2 separate regions of the Zea mays genome follow, and region 1 is linked to region 2. The links are chromatin contacts, called in public Hi-C maps. All regions are on one chromosome and are shown on one strand. Each heading gives the region's core, a stretch centred on a gene start, on an enhancer-like site or on the middle of the called end of the contact. The rest is flanking DNA. Distances are from core to core; before and after follow the strand shown. Region 1 holds the start of LOC100278572 (serine/threonine-protein kinase CTR1). Region 2 holds the start of LOC541625 (histidine-containing phosphotransfer protein 2).

Region 1 (3,013 bases), core at 228-2,727, 220 kb before region 2:
TTGGCATCAGCAGAACTGGAAAGAATGCTGGAAGCATAACTCTCCAACATACCTAATTCAAAATCAGTTCTTCGATCGATAAGAATGGCTTGAATGGAAGGATCATCAGGACGGACAGACTTGAGTGATTCCATGGAGGGTATGTGGTTCTCTTCCTGTACATCAGTGCATAGTGACCATACAAAGGGGTCCATCCCATGAATCAAGTAAAATCCATCTGGTATTGTGCTGTTGTATGATAGCGAACCATTTACCTAAAAAGGCATTAGGAACCAAGCATGAAAGCGAAATACAGGACGGCTACAAACAACACAAATACAACAATAAGATTTGTCTCAATAGGTAGTACATAGAATTCCAATTGCACATATATAAATGTATCTTTGGTGGTGTTTGATACACTGACATACTGTATGATTTCATTTTACACGAGTCCAGCTGCAATCCAAACATAAGATGTGGTAAGCATGAACTGCAGTATGATCTACCAAGTCAAGTAACTGAACCTAAGGCTTTTGTTTGCAGGTTAATTAATGGTTTGTTCAGCACAGTTTGTGACCAACTGACCATGTTGCAGCATTCTGAAATTTGGATTTCTCATAAAGAGAGAAACACAAAGGAAGGGAAGGTATGCTGAGAGTACCCAGAAGCGATGCGAGAGCGACTCCGCAGAGGGCGCGGGCTGCGCGAGCGGGAAGGCTCTCCCGTTACCGCTGCCCCTCCCGCTTCCTGAATCGCCTGGGTCGAGGAAGCCCGGGTCGGCAGCGCACGCAGCATCGGCGCAGAGGCGGAGCGCGAGCGCGAGCTGCAGCTGGTAGGTCTCCTCGGCCTGCTGCGCCCAGCTCTTGCAGGGCGAGCCAGCCGCCCCGGGAGGCGCCGCTGCCGATCCGGGCGGCGCGACCCCCGCGGCCGAGGCGGGGGGTTGTAAGTGGAATGGGTAGTCGCTGGAGGTGGAGATAGAGCTGCCGGCGCCGTAGCTGCTGCCGCTGGACTGGCGCTGCAGGATGTTGGCGGGGGCGGGAGCAGGTGCGGCGGCGTCGTCGGGGAACTGTGGGAGGAGGGAGTAGGTGGTGCGACGGCCGGCGCCCGGGGGCAGGTCCATGGCCGGGCAGGCCGGCGAAACCAAACCCTAGCGTCGGCGTGGCTCGTCGTCCGGGTCCGCTCCCCTGAAAGAGCAGGCGGTTAGTTTTTGGTGGCAATTGGCGGGTGGGCGGGGCTTAGACCAAGTCGCCGTCGACGTCTCGTCGGTAGTAGGGTGAGGGTAGCAGTAGCAACTTGCAAGGAGGCAGCCGCTTGTCTAGCGCGACTGCGCGAGGAAAGAGAGCCGCTGTGCGAATGCTCGCTAGTCGCTACGCTGCTTCGAGCGGTGGGCGTGTCCGCGTGGGCCGTGGAGGCGACAACGCGCGTGGCTGCGGATAGGAGCAGTGGCCACACAGAGTGACAAACAGCAGCCGAGAAAACGAACCAGACCGCCCGCCGCCAGAGACGGCCTGCATGGGCATGGCTATTTACAGAGTTAAGGTCAGCGCAGTCATGGCCGAAAACGAGCCTGCTCGGTCAGCTCGGCATTGTATGAGGCTATGAGCTAAGAATAAGGTTCGGGAGCCGTAACCGATAAATATTATTATATTATAAATATTTAAAAATATATAAATATGGAATATACAATCATCATTCAATATTATAATTAATCTAAATTATAAAATTACATAAATCCATCATCAAAAGCTAAGAAACAATCATACTATTATAGAAGTATTCAATATCCATTACTATTTTGTAGATTAATTAATTTAGTATAACTCGCGAGCCCACCTCGGAGCATCAACTTCTGCGTACCAGGACGCTCCCAGTTCCAAGGGGCAGGGCGACCTGACAATGACAATGGCGAACAAGGCTAGACATGCCAACATCCCAACAGAAACTAACCTTTGAATTAATGACAATGCTATTCTAGATTATCCTATTGTTGGTACCTCGGAGCATCAACTTCTGTGTACCAAGACAAAAGGCAGCATGTGTGTTGGATCAAAATATTAGCGCAAGGAAAAAATCAAATGTAGTTGATTAAAGGATAAAACTGATAATCAGATGATCGGGAATAGCATTGTCATTAATTCAGAGGTCAGTTTTTGTTGGACTGTTGACATGTCTATCCATGTTCGTCATTGTCATTGTCCGATCGCCCTGGCCCCTGGTACTGGGAGCAGCCTGGGATCCAAGATCCATCCATCCCCGTGTATATTCAAAAAACACAAAAAGAGTTGTATGATAGTTGAATATGCATGTATATTCAATTGCATGCATTATACACGATATATGTGAATGGTAGAGCGTCCGATAGGGCAATGTATTTTTCTAGTAGGTTAAAATATGTGCATTTATGTGCCTATGGGTATACCCGCGGGTAGCGAGTATTGGTAGGATATTGTACCCATCGCGGGTAGTGTGTGCATGTACATATTTGGTATTAACCTCGCAGTTACGAGTTTGTAAACCCTACACCCACGAGTTTCGTTGTCATCCCTAGCCTTGGCTAGACATTTCGAGCTCAACCGGGCAACCAGAGTGACGATGCCTCCCCACCAATCATGATTAGTCTAACGGGTGGGCATCATGTGGTCGGTACCGATTGTGTCGACCTCTTGGTCCGTTTATTCGTTCGATGGGTTTATTGATTGGTTGGTCTAATTGATACCAACCATATTGAAGTTGATGTTGCTCAGTATTGACCGATCAACACTGACTAGTGTGTAGGACGATCTAGTTGGTACTGTCTCAAACCAATATCGATTTTGGTCAACTTTTAGCAACGTGATATGTTCTAGTTGGTCCACACATGTGCCATGTCAGTTAGATATTTTTAAATCTTTGGGACATTTCCTTGTATGTCACTATAATTTTGTTCATTGCCTTATTTACCATCGTAAATAATTCTATTCCCTTATATACCAGCCGAATGTAATTTTTTATCCTTCTATGTCATCGAGAGTGGCATCCACATGTGATGGCA
Region 2 (3,153 bases), core at 423-2,922:
CTTAGAAATAATGTTCATTTTTTCAGTAATGCATGAATACATCAATTGTTACTATTATTGTGTACTCTTATGGTCAACTTTCTCTTGGACATTCCTTTAAAAAAACATTCCCTTAGATAATTATGATCTTTTGGAACTTTTTTTTTGTTTTCAGCTGCAGATACCTTAATGAAGGCAGTGACGGTGACAATGCTCCAGAAACAAGCAGTGATGTAAGCAATGAGAGTGACAATGACAATGTTTTTCTCTTCACTTTCCGTTTGCGCAGAGGCCTTCCGGCACCACCACCTTCCCGGACTTGGAAGGAGAGGAAGGTTGCCGTGAAGCTGTCGAGGTTCCAAACAGCAGCCACTTGAGCTCGTGCATAATCAGGGAGGAAACTGTTGTTTTGTCATCTGTCTGCTCCAACGACGAGTTCTAGATTTCATTGACTTGTGTACACTGATTCTTTCTGCGAATCGTGTGGTGGAATTCTTCTACTCTATTACCCGTACTACCACCAGCAGGATTCTTTTTGTAATATGTTTTGGAATTTGATCCTTTCTGTAACTTAAACTGGGGAAAGGAGGCCCAGCCGCCCACCCAGCCCATGAGACATTTTTATCTCAGTATCTCTGTACCCCTTGACTCCTTGTTCTGGGCTGCATGCGAATTCGTCCCACAAAATCCAGACCGTCACGAGGCAAACTCAGGAAAATTTCCAACGAAGGGTGTCACGAGGGGGGGGGGGGCTTTGGCGCTTGGTGACACTGTCCTCTGTGTCGAGCAAAGTTGGTAGTAGCGGCTCTCTAACATCCGCAAACACTATCCTTTGAGCATTACATATCTTTTTGAACTGATAAAAGTAGTGCATTATAGTAGTAAAGATAGTAGATAAAATACCACCACCCAGTTGTTAGCATGTCGATCTAATACTATATGGTTCTACACTTCTACATAAAATAAAATAAAATAAAATAAAATAAGAAAGAAAATTCTCGTTAAAAGAGAAGTGATAACGATAATGGGAAATGAGAAGAGAAAAAAATACTCTACAATAGAGTCTATCATAGTGATGTTTGTCGTTCCGTATCAATGTTTCATACAAATCTTTTACTTCCGTCGCAACGTACGGACACATATCTATAACAATATACACACATATGTACATAAGTTATCGTATCATTATACGGTTCCGTTGCAACGCACGGGCACTCACCTAGTAGTGTATTAAGTTACAAGCATCAAGTTTGGCCATAAGATGTTTCACTTGCACCACAAACATATTTTCCCCTATATAAAACATAAAATCCTATTCTTTACCATATAAAGTATAAATCATAGAATAACCTTTTCGTACTAGCATTTTGTTTTATTGGCATCATGGTGAAATTATTTTTCAATCTTCAAATGAAAACCTGCACTTTAGCTAGCTATTGATGAGATAATAAAAGGGACTAGTCTAGCAATGCTATTCACAAAAAAAAACTGCCGAACACGAAATCAGCCAACGGCTCCTTTTTCCTCTCCATGGCCAGTGCCACAGTAGCCATACACGTGTACAGGCGCATCGAACCGAGGGCTCCAAAAAGGAAGGCCCCGAAAAAAAAAAGAAAAAGGAAAACGGCGAGAGTGGGGAAAAAAGGGAAGATAGGGAAATCAGGGATGGAAGCATTCAAGCATCGACAGTCGACGCTGCAGCAGGAAGCCAAAGAGGAGAGAATCCATCGAGTCGACCACCGAGCACGGTTAGGGCGGCGGGGCTCGCCGTGGCCACAGCTCAGGAATCCAATCCCCCACTCCTCACCGGCGCCCGCGGTTTTATAAATAGATTCCCTCGTCACTGTCGCGGTCGCGGCTTGATCGGATTCAACTCACCTACCCCACCCCCTCGATTCCTTCCCAGCTCTGGCTACTTCCTACGCCACCACCGCCCGCTCCGGCCTCGGCTCCTCGAGCAAGCTGCCATGGCTGCCGCCGCGCTGAGGGAGCAACTCAACGCTCTCCTCTCCTCCATGTTCGCCTCGGTGAGTCCGGTCGCTCTCTGTTCCCGTGCTGATTGATCGAATTGGGATGAAGGATTTAGCGATTTTTTTGTGTGTCTTTATATGTCGCGGTTGCCGTGTAGGGTCTGGTGGACGAGCAGTTCCAGCAGCTGCAGATGCTGCAGGAAGACGGGGGCACGCCGGGCTTCGTCGCCGAGGTCGTCACCCTCTTCTGCGACGACGCCGACAGGATCATCTCCGAGCTCGCCGCTCTGCTGTACGCGCTCTTCGTCCCCTTCTGCTCTATGCATACAAAGAGGATCTATTGACTTGCCCTTGCCCTGCTCTGTGATTTGCATTTTGCTTGCAGTGACCAGCCCATCGTGGACTTTGATAAGGTGGACGCCTACGTGCATCAGCTCAAAGGGAGCAGCGCCAGGTAACATTTCGCACTGGAATTCTTAATATTCTTGCGGCATCTTGCCACTTCCCATGTTACAAAACTGTGAGGTATTGATGAATGGGTAGTTTCACCAACTGGAACCTGATGACGGTAGGACACCTCTTAAACGTTACTTTGCTTGTCATGGTAAAGCATCTCAGTTTTTCCTGCCTTGGGAATTATGTGCCCTGTGCAACGTTGACCTTTTGGTGTAGATTGGATCTCAGGTTGCTGTATCGTATCTCAAACCTCCTAATATAAAATCCATATTCTGCTGATCAATCCCAGAGCCTCATCTTCAGTGGTTGTGCGCTTACCAGTTGGACTGGTAGTTATCATTATTGTGGCATGCTAAAAAAATACTTATCACGCTTACTCAGAACTTGTACGGCAGACCATTTTTACTTCCCCATCAAGCAAGTCAAGTTGTCAACTTCCTGCAGAGTTGAGCCTTGAAGTTATTAAAACTTATTATTTCGTTGTTATGTGGTGGCTTCCATTGCTAGATATGTGCTTTCCAGAATCCTTGTAACTGAACCAGTTTGCTGGTATCTGTCTGATCTGTTCCAGTGTTGGCGCTCAGAAAGTGAAGTTTACTTGCATGCAGTTCCGTCAGTTATGTCAGGATAAGAACAGAGACGGGTCAGTACTCAGCAACTTGATTTATAGTGTTTATGTCATACCATGATTTTAATCCCCATTCTCTGTGTTGTTTAATTTTTCATACATGTGACTGGGCCTACTAGC

What was found. Hi-C and Micro-C count contacts between places; a contact is called where the count stands out from the background.
Region 1: a contact with region 2 is called in a Hi-C map of bundle sheath, with 2.9 times the contacts expected there. The contact joins the promoter of LOC100278572 here to the promoter of LOC541625 in region 2. A contact is called at or near these places in 2 of 25 Hi-C or Micro-C datasets (bundle sheath and tassel).

Annotation. Positions count from the first base shown.
Region 1 is chr2:170,129,192-170,132,204 of Zm-B73-REFERENCE-NAM-5.0, reverse strand. It overlaps LOC100278572 (serine/threonine-protein kinase CTR1), which reads right to left and starts at 1,477. Exons shown (of 17, transcript XM_034059670.2): 1 at 644-1,477; 2 at 1-254. The coding sequence starts at 1,102.
Region 2 is chr2:169,910,839-169,913,991 of Zm-B73-REFERENCE-NAM-5.0, reverse strand. LOC541625 (histidine-containing phosphotransfer protein 2) reads left to right here and starts at 1,672. Exons shown (of 7, transcript NM_001348552.1): 1 at 1,672-1,797; 2 at 1,886-2,006; 3 at 2,108-2,241; 4 at 2,335-2,403; 5 at 2,977-3,048. The coding sequence starts at 1,947. It overlaps LOC103649070 (EEF1A lysine methyltransferase 1), which reads left to right. Exons shown (of 3, transcript XM_020549047.1): 3 at 269-421. The coding sequence ends at 421.